2 separate regions of the Mus musculus genome follow, and region 1 is linked to region 2. The links are chromatin contacts, called in public promoter capture Hi-C maps. All regions are on one chromosome and are shown on one strand. The core of a region is the stretch at or near the end of the contact, and the rest is flanking DNA. Distances in the headings are between cores, read along the strand shown.

Region 1 (4,850 bases), core at 1,308-3,807, 4.3 Mb after region 2:
CCTCGTGACTGGCGAGGGGGCGTGGCCTGCGGTGAGAGAGAGTATAAAAGGAGTGAGAGGCCCAGGGTTCGGGGGAGATATAAACAAGGGAGATATAAAAACAAGGGAGATATAAACAAGGGAAATATAGAGAAAGAAGAAACAGGACTGAATAAACGTGTGCAGAAGGATCCTGTAGCAGCGTCGTTCTTCCTGGCCAGTTGAGCGCGCGCAACACATCTTGGCCATAGAAAAGCCTGATTAGAAAAACCAATCAGATCCAGACATTTCCATAGGGCAGGGTTGCTGAAGTTGGTAAATATGGGCAAAGAGTTACATCTGAGCTTTGGAGAGGCACTAAATAATTTTTTTTTCATGTAAATAAGTCTCACTTAGTGTGTGTGTGTGTGTGTGTGTGTGTATGTGTTAGCCTTCAGATTTAATGGGTCACCTATATTTCACCTGTCAGGAGTAAATGTAACATTTTTTGATTTAGACTTAAACTTGAGTATCTGTAGTTAGGGGTATCTAGTAGGGTCTTTGTGAGATGTTCAAGTTGATCAACATCAGTATGGGTCTTAAAGCACACTAGAACCAAAGAAATAGAATGAATGCCACATGAGAACCAGACCTCTAAAGAAACTCCTCAAAATGCCCAGCGTTGGCCCTGTTAGTTTGCTTATTTAAAAAGCAGTTTTCTGGGTCATTAGAAACATGCGTTTCTAAGAAAAGGGCTTAGATGTGTCTATTTTTAGCCCGTTGCTCAAAGTCATTGGGGTGTACAGAAATGGTTTAGCATTGCTGACACAGGTGAGCCAGCATCATCAGCCCATGTTAGCCAGGCCACATGGAACACACTGCTCAATTCCCAGAGCTGTGGGTTACGAAGAACTTAGTGAGTGAGCTATATGGCCTTGGCAAAGCCAGGGGGTAGGCTATGACACCATAGACACAGAGAGCCACGACTGTTTAGCCTGGAGAAGGTTCAAGACGACTTGGCTTCATTCTTTGCATACTTCTGCAGAGGAATGCTGGTGTATTTTTCTATCCGGTGCCCAGATGTTAAAATCTTGACCAATGAAAATGAAGATGAACAAATTTGGGCTTAGGACAAGGGTGCATGGGCCAGCCATCCTACCATCTGGCGAGAGTCAGCCTCTTTGGGAGACATCTCCAGCTTCAGGCTTGCTTATTTAGGAAATGGAAGATGAGGGCTTGCGCAGGCCTCCTTGGCTGCGCGTCTCTCAGAGTCTGGCCTGAAGGTCAAGTTTTTGAGTCACAGCCAGACACTTCCTACGGCCCCGGCCCATAAACCCCTGTGAGGGTTGAGAACTAGTGTGTGCTCCCTGAGATCAGTGGAAATAATTACAGCCTGGGGACACGAAAAACAGAACAAGCCCACACAGGCATCCTCTGGATTCTGACCAGCAGAGAAAATGTTGACAGTGACTTTCAAAAGCCGACACAGCCACCAGGTGATCATCACCCAAGGTCCTTTGTTCAGGGAAACAGGAAGTCTTCATCTGGGGTGAGACCTTGCTGAAAGATGCCAAGTGTTTTGGAGTAGGGGCCAGAAATCCTGCTTGTTGGACAGTTTGAGTTTGTGTAGCTCTTAGAGACTGCATGACCCTTATTTAGTTTTAATTTCTTCCCTTTAAAAGTAAATAGGCATTACCAGAATGACAACACAACATTTCTTTGAAGAACATGAGTTCTTATTCTGCTTTGATTGGGAATATTTGAAAATGCTGGCTTCGTGTTGTCCCTCAGTTCAAACCAACATACAACCCCAAAGACACATTTAAAGCCAAAAGTGCCATCCTTTTTTTTTTTTAAAAGAAGGACAAGACTTTTAAATCCTTAGAGTTCATGTCGACTTCAGCGGGAGAGGTAGCTACTCAGAAACTCGTTTTTTCCCCCCTCCTTTTCATAATACAATGAATTTTTAAAAAGCAAGCCCACTCATTACTGAAATTACCCCAGTCCTACTCACCGAAGTCAATTTGATTGACTGCAGTTACATAAGGCACAGCTGCCTTTGTTTCACGACACCCTCCCGGTGCTCAAGGTGCTCACGTTAGTCCTTGCCCTTTACCCTTAGATTCGCTCTCCTTGGAAGAGTCCGAACCAAGGAAAAATCCGGAGCAGTAAGAAGTGAGACTCATAAACAAGGACAGAAGCAGAGGCACGAAAAGTCAGGGGTGGGGGTGGGGACAGTGACTTGCAGTTGTGATTTGTGAAGGGGAAGGTCATGGGAGAGCTGAGTATGGAAGACAAGGCAGGCCCTCATAAACGTCCCTTGCCCATTGCAAGAGACAGGGGAATCAAGGGCTGTGCCCTAAGAAAGAATGTTTTCCTAACCCAGCATCTCCGTTAAAGTTCATAGGAGAACCTGAGGTCCAAGGGTGAACCTGAAGCCTTGCTTGCATTTATGTTTCCTTCAGCCCTGGGTGATCAGGCAGAAGGTTTCCACGATGTCAGATGTACAGCGAAAACCCGGACAGAGAAGGCCATAGGGAAAGAATGCTGCTGTGGGAGGGAACAGGGTCAGCTTCCCGCGGGGATGCGGACACAAAGCCCAAGGTGCTATACTCCTGTTGGCTGCTGACTGCAGGCCTGGCTGACATCAGGCCCTGATGATGCCTGTTAACACTGAGCAAAAGCGCCCTGTGCTTTTTCAGAATACAGCCCCAGCCCTTTCTGCTGCTTGGTGGGTTGATGCTAAATTAAACCAAGAGCTAGGAGGGGAAGTCAATTTCTATTTCTGGCTGCTTTAGACAATATGGAGTCCTGGGTGGGAAGGTTCACAACAGAGTGGATTTTCCAGGAAGTGCTGAGGTCTTCCTGCGTTTTGACGCCAGAATGTTGGCAAAAGCTTTCACGGTAGGACTTTTTTTTTTTTTTTTTTTTTTTTGTGCCTACTAAAGCAAGCTTTAGCTTTTAAGTAAGCAGAAATTTCCCTGGGATCTACTGCCCTCTGCTGGCGATGGCAGATACTTCCCTTCTCTTTCATCAGCTGCAAAGGATAGAATGAAAAACGAGTTAATTTAATAAATAACCCTCATGGGCAATGAAGAAGTCACATGTGAATTCCCTTAAATATAAGCTTACTGAGTTTATAATAAATGAATAATAAGTAAATAAATAAAATTAATTAATTAATTAGACTTTTTAGCTCCTCCTTGGCAAACTCCTCAAAACATGTACAACAGCAACCCCAAATTCTCACCACCCCTCTAAAATTTTAGGGATTTATTATATATAATAAACTGATCAAAGGATTCTAGTCAGCTATTTATAAACCTCCCCACAACCTCCTAAAACATAGCAGGGGGGTTATTTTAGATAAACTCTGGCTGTCCTGAATTTATGCTTTAATGAGCTCCCAGGTGGACAGTTTCATAAATCCACCGTCATGTGTCCAGCACCTCCTTGGTTAGTTAATATATACTGAAGACTAAACCATTCAAACTCCCTAAACAATAGATTCCATCAGTGCTCCTCCCTGGGCAGAAACTGCTACAGTCAAACAAAACAGGAGAAACCAGGGATGACCCCAGAGCATCTTCAAAGCCCAGCAAAACTTCCCCGCGGTTTTTGAGTCAAACTTGATAGTCCATGGAATAGCTCACCTGCCGCCAGAGACTTGTTTACTGCACTCTGATATGATCAAACAAATGCTCAGAAACTGGGGTAGATCCACACTTAGAGAAACAAACCTGTAGTGAAACTCAGCTGCAGAACCCGGATGAGAATTAATTGTCTCAAAAACCCTCAGCCCGTGGCTCCACCAGCCCAACAAGGCTGTGTCTTTATTAGTAATCAGAAGGAATTTGGTACATTGAACACTTTATCACAAGCCATGCTCACGGGTGAATTCTAATTAAAGCAGTTTTATGGCTTAAGAGACAGCCCAAACTTAAAAACATTTTTAAGAAAGGGAAGCTGCTACAAAGCCAGAAGACTGTGAGCTGATCTGTTTGTTTAACCCAGGTGGGCTCTAGAGTCAGTTACGTTCTCTTGTTTATAATTATTTGGGGGTTTGGAGGAGCCTCGAGTGGCTTTTTCCTCTCTCCTTTAAATTAAAGAGCAGCGTGCAGGCTGCTCCATTCGGTTCTGCTTGGGTAAGCCTCTACAGTGAATTGGGGTGTCCCATCACTTCCTGGAGGAACAGTTGGCTGCTGAGAGCAGGTTTATTTAAAGCAAGAAATTTCTTTAAATAAGTCTTTGGTCACGCTGTGGAGGGGGTTGCAAATGCAGCCTGACTGAGACTACCCATGCATGGGGGAGCCTGTAAAGGAATCTCTGCTTGTCTAACCATGTAAGTCCTAAGGAAGGCTTTATTTTAAATTCGAGACTTTATGTTCATTTTATTATACACAGTCTTAATTTGCGCCTCAAAAGAGGGGGCTCCAGGGCGGACATAAAATTAACTTCTCTTTCAGTGTGCTAACCTTTTGGTTTTAATTTATTCACTTGTCAATCTTATGAATGCCTGGTGAACTCAGGCTATTGATTTCCGTGGCCAATGCTATTTTTCCTGTTTATTATAATATATTGTCCCATTGTTACCAGCGCTTGCACTCAGCTAGATTTCCCACACAGTGGACAGGAAACCGTTCCATGGCATCAGACTTCCTTAGATTGATTTTCCAGAGGCTGGGAGGGACCTGCCCACTCCTAGCTCTTTGTGCTGGGACAGCCCAAGGGCCCCAGCAGGCCTCCTTGGACACTTCCTCCCAGGCCCCAGAGTGGGGGTGGCCTGTCGCCCCTCCCGAGACAGTCCCCGCAGCCCTGGGAAACGCTCCTTATCAGTGCCAAGGTTATGTCATTTCTTTTTACATACGATGTTTATTGTTTTTAGAGCCAGC
Region 2 (5,164 bases), core at 455-2,954:
TTCGTAGTTTCTTCATCTTTCTCCTGACTTCAGAGATGTCTCCCATCTAATTCCTTTTTCCTCATGTAAATCTTAAACAAGATGGTATTCTTAAGAAGCTTCCTTAGCACAAAAGCATATGCTTATCGTACAAAAACATGATAGGTGGCTGATGTGTCTGTACCTACTAACAGGTCAGAAAGGGTTTCACAGAGAAATTTTTATCTCGAACAACAAAATCCAAAATAATAAAATTAAAAATATAAACCCACCATGCTTGCAAAGTAGCTTAACATTGAACAGCAGATGTGTCTGCTGTATGTTATGTGATTTAGGGACAGAGACCAAATGTTGAATGTATGGGTGGCATGAGAATTCGCGTGGTAGCGGAACCGCAGCCTGGACTTCCGGTCCTCTAGCCCGCCGGCGCAGCAGTGCATGCGCAGATTCCCCGTCCTCGAATATTCCTCCGTTCCGCGGTTTCTCCGCCTCGACACGCCCCCCCTGCCGTTCAATGACCGGGGATTGGAAACCCGTGCCGTCAGTCACTGGCCAGCGGGCGGGGCTTCCTACCATCTCATGTCAGTGCAGTTGCTGTCATGGCCTTGCCTCAGCTCCTTTATTCACGGGAATCCCCCTGCCTCACTCTCACACCCGCTGTCATCCCCCGCCCCGTGCCTCAGCTGCAGACAGTGATTCCGTTTCCCGCTCCCGCTTCGCTCCTCAGCCGCCGCCGCAGAGGGGCTCCCGCCGCCCACTGGAAGCCTCTCCGTGCCGTCAGTCACGGTGCCATTCGGTACGACCGGAAACAGCGAGCAGGACGGGGCACGCATGAGGCGAAGCTTCCTGACTGGACTGCATCTCCCATCAACCCCTGCGGCCGCAGCAGACCGATCGGACTTCCTGTCCGGGCCGGAGGCACATCCTGTCTGGCGCAGAAAGTTATGGTTCAATAATTCTAGTGCATGCTGGGAGTTGTAGTTACTTCCCTCCTCGCGCGGGATCTCCTGTTTGCCACAGGAAGTGAGGTGGCGGTAGCCCCTAGGCATGCTAGGAGTCGTAATTCTGTCCCAGTCCCGGGTTTGGGTCCTCTGAGCCCCGCGAGGTTTTTCTCTGATTGGCGAGCACAGCTCAGTGGGCGGAGACGGTGATTGACAGGCGGAGGGGGCGGCTACATCACTGCGTTTGTTTATATATTGAGAAAAGAAAAATAAAGCGCAAGCCCCTGCCTCAGTCAAGGCCAAGCGGGCGGGGCTTCCTGCTGCGTACCGGAAGTCTCTCTCCTGTTGTCTCAGGTCCGTGCAGTCACGGTCATCCCCCTGCCTCAGTTCCTTCCTTACTCACAGGAATCCCCCTGCCTCACTCTTACACCTGCTGTAAATTCCGCCTCAGCTGAAGACAGACAGTGAATTCGGTTCCTGAGCCCGCTTCCGCGTTCTGACTCCTGTGACGTCAGAGCCGGCATCATCGAGGTGTGCGCGCACTGCCACGCCCACTGACGTAGACTTTGACGCCGAGGCCGGGGTTTCCCCGTCCCAACGGTAACTGCCGCGACCCATGCGCCCCGGTCGCTCGGTGACCCCAATGTCAGTCAGACGCCTCCGTTCCCACAGCCGCCGTGACGTGGTAGGTCACAGCCGCTGCCGACACGTCTTTATGTCACACCCACTACACCTAGATCACGCCCACACGGCTTTAATGCTGTTCCCACTACACTCAAGCCACACCCATTACACTCAGGCCAAGCCTACACAGCTTCATGCCCTGCCCAATACTCTCAGGCCACTACTACAGGACTTTAGGCCCCGCCCACAACACTCAGGCTATGCCCACAGGGCTTTATGCCTCTTCCACACATCCTTAGGCAACTCACACACATCTTTAGGACACTCACATCTTTTGGACACTTCCACTATACTCAGGCCCCTCCCACACAACGTTAGGCCCTCCCAGTACACTCAGCCCCCTCCCACACATCTTTAGGCCCTCCCACTACACTCAGGCCCCTACCACACTTTTTTAGGCCACTCCTACACATCTTTAGGACCCTCTCACTACACTCAGGCCCCTCCCACACGTCTTTATGACACTCCCACACATCTTTAGGACCCGCCCACTATACTCAGGCCCCTCCCACACATTTTAGGACACTCCCACACATCTTTAGGACCTTCCCACTACATTCAGGCCCCTCCCACACATCCTTAGGATCCTCCCACTACACTCAGGCTCCTCTCACACATCTTTAGGACACTTACATAGTCAGAACACGCCCCCAAATTTACATATACATTTACATAGACAGTTAGAACACGCCCCCAAATTTACAGAGACAGAACACACCTCAAATTAGGCCCGCCCAGACACTTTTAGGCCACTCCATAACATCTTTGGGCCCGCCCAGACATCTTTAGGCCACTCCCACACATCTTTAGGCCTGCCCACACATTGGTAGGCCCGCCCACATAGACATTTACATAGACACTGAGAACATGCCCACAAATTTACAGAGATATTTATGTAGACATTTACATAGTTACTCAGAACACAACCACAAATACACATAGACATTTACATAGACAGCGAGGACACATCCACAAATTTACATAGACATTTACATAGTCACTGAGAAGGACTGGCTGACTTCTGAATCTTTTTTTTGTTTCTTCATGTTAGGTTTGAGGAGGACACCCTACCCACGTGGCTATCCTCAGTTGCGAGTCACTGTGGGAATTATCCCAGTTGTCTTTTGGTCTTTTCATATATGTAAATGTATTTATAAATGCACATACAAATGATATGTAATTGTATATGCAATGTGCACGCAAGTGTACATGTAAATGCATATGTGAATAAGCAAATATGCAAATGATATTCATGCCCATGCTTTCAAATGCCACGCCCACCCTCATTTAGGCCATGCCCATGCAGCTTCAGAACATGCCCACCCTCCTTTAGGCCAAGCACACTACTCTGAGACCACGCCCATCCTCCTTCAGGGCACACCCACTACTCTCAGACCATGCCCATACTCCTTTAGGACACTTCCACTACAGAAAACACCCACAGATCTTCAGTCTACTCCCACTATTCAACAACAATGCCCTCAATTGGTCAGGACACACCCATACTTCCTAATGCCACACCAATCCTATCCAGACCACGCCCACCCATAATTCTTTAGGCCAGTTTCACCACACTCAGGCCACACCCTCTGCACCCAGCCATGCCCATTCCTTCTAATGCCATGCCCACCAGAATTAGGCACCGCCCACACATCTAAATCTCATTTGAATATTTGCAAATTTATTCATATGTGCATTTACATACACATATCAGTTGCATATACAATTACATATCATTTACATATACATTTATACATACATTTACATATATATAAAAAGGCCAAAAGGAAAAGAAAAAGAAGGAAAAAAAAGAAAAAGAATAAAAATAAGAAAAGAAGGGACAACTGGGATTGGAATTCAACTGTCCTCTGTCACGGGATCTGCGTACAGTGCCCTCCTCACACCTAAAATAAATTTAAAAAAAAAAAAAAAGAAGGAAGGAAGGATGGAAGCAGGGAAGGAAGGAAGGAAGCCAGTCAGTGCAGAAGAGTTTGGGCTTCCTTCCTCCCTCCCTCCCTCCCTCCCTCCCTCCCAGCAGGGATAGAAACCACAGCAAACCAGCTAGAGAGAGAGAGTGAGTGAGTGAGTGACCAGAGCAAGAGAGAGCTGGGAAAAAATAATTTTTAAAAAAGGCCCTCCCTTAACCCTAACCCTAAGCCCTAAACCCTAAACCCAACCCTATTCCCTAACCCCTAACCCTAACCACTAACCCTGACCTAACCTTAGCCCTAACCCTAACCCTAACCCCAACCCTAACCCCTATCCTATCTCTTCATGAGGCATTTGGGAGAAAGAGAACAAAAGAGAGAGCAAGAGAATAGCGCGCGCGTCTGTGTGTGTGTGTGTGTGTGTGTGAGAGAGAGAGAGAGAGAGAGAGAGAGAGAGAGAGAGAGCGAGGGGGGGCAGGGGGAGGGAGGGAGGGGAGGAGAGGGAGAGAGAGAAAGGAGAGACAGAGACAGATAGAAAGAGAACCATTGACATAGCAGTGGTCTTTTAAAAAGATGTCTTACTCTTGCGCGCGTTCGACTGGCCAGGAAGAACGACCGCTGCAACAGGATCCTTCTGCACACGTTTATTGGGAGAGCTTGATTGTAGAGGCGAAAAGACTTCGAGCCCAGAACTGGTGCTGCTTTTATAGGCCTAGGAGGGGCGTGTCTCACACCCGGATTGGTTATGCACTAAGCCTCATTTGCATGTTCCTCATCTGATTGGCTACTCTCTCTCAGTACCTTATAGAACCTCATTATCATACCTCATTTGCATGTCTCACATCTGATTGGTTATACTCTCAGTACCTTACAGAACCTCATTATCATACCTGGGCCAGGCAGTGTCTTTGCAAAAAACTTTACTGCATATGTACACATTGCTTGTTTGTCCAATCTTATGCGTGGTGGCCAGCAGTAGTCAGTGCCACTCAGCAACGGCACATGTGGCTTCCCACATCTCCCCCTGTTTGTTTTAATAAAATGAGGCTGGACTAGGCCTGTGCAATTATGCCCATCCGCCGTGGCTCCTGTTTTAGGTCGTTCCTCTAATATCACAGCCTTACCTGTCATAGGGTAACCCTATCGCCACCGGGCCCCATGTCTTAGGTTGGACTGTGCACGAGGAAAGTTGCCCGTCTCTGGATACCGCAGTGCTGTGTGACAATAACTGCTAAATGACCTAGGGCGAACTCTGCAAAAGAGGCCAGCCAAAAAATGAATTAGTGGTGAAATCATGATCACCCTATTGATGAGCAAGGGCTGATCAATGATCGTTGAGTCTCTCTCATCCCATCTCATGCTGACTAATTCTTGAGCATAGATAACCAAATTTCAGGGGAGGAGCCATTTTCAATAGCTAAAAGTGCCTGAGTTATAATCACCTTGTCATGTTTTTGTTGGGTTCTGAATTTGCATACCAACCAGAGCATGAACACCAGTCCACAGCATATGGCAGCACCAAACAAAATCACTCCCACCCATTCCTTAAAGTAAGAAAAAGCAGAGGTAAACCAAGAGGTAAAGTCTCCGAGGGTCACTGGTTCCACTCTGGTCCCATTAAGGTTCAGGATC

Evidence for each region. Promoter capture Hi-C pulls out the DNA fragments that hold promoters and counts their contacts.
Region 1: a contact with region 2 is called in a promoter capture Hi-C map of cranial neural crest. The contact joins two enhancer-like sites. A contact is called at or near these places in 2 of 39 promoter capture datasets (cranial neural crest and frontonasal cranial neural crest).

The regions. Positions count from the first base shown.
Region 1 is chr8:8,990,009-8,994,858 of GRCm38.p6, forward strand. No RefSeq gene overlaps it. Among named protein-coding and RNA genes, the nearest start is that of 4933430N04Rik, 140 kb to the right of the region's middle. Within about 2 kb of position 2,558, at least 72 of the 459 cell types and tissues checked have an H3K27ac peak or open chromatin away from gene starts, as enhancers often do.
Region 2 is chr8:4,676,962-4,682,125 of GRCm38.p6, forward strand. It overlaps Gm6410 (a long non-coding RNA gene), which reads left to right. Exons shown (of 2, transcript XR_378684.4): 1 at 1-1,605. Among named protein-coding and RNA genes, the nearest start is that of Gm6410, 4.7 kb to the left of the region's middle. Within about 2 kb of position 1,705, at least 411 of the 459 cell types and tissues checked have an H3K27ac peak or open chromatin away from gene starts, as enhancers often do.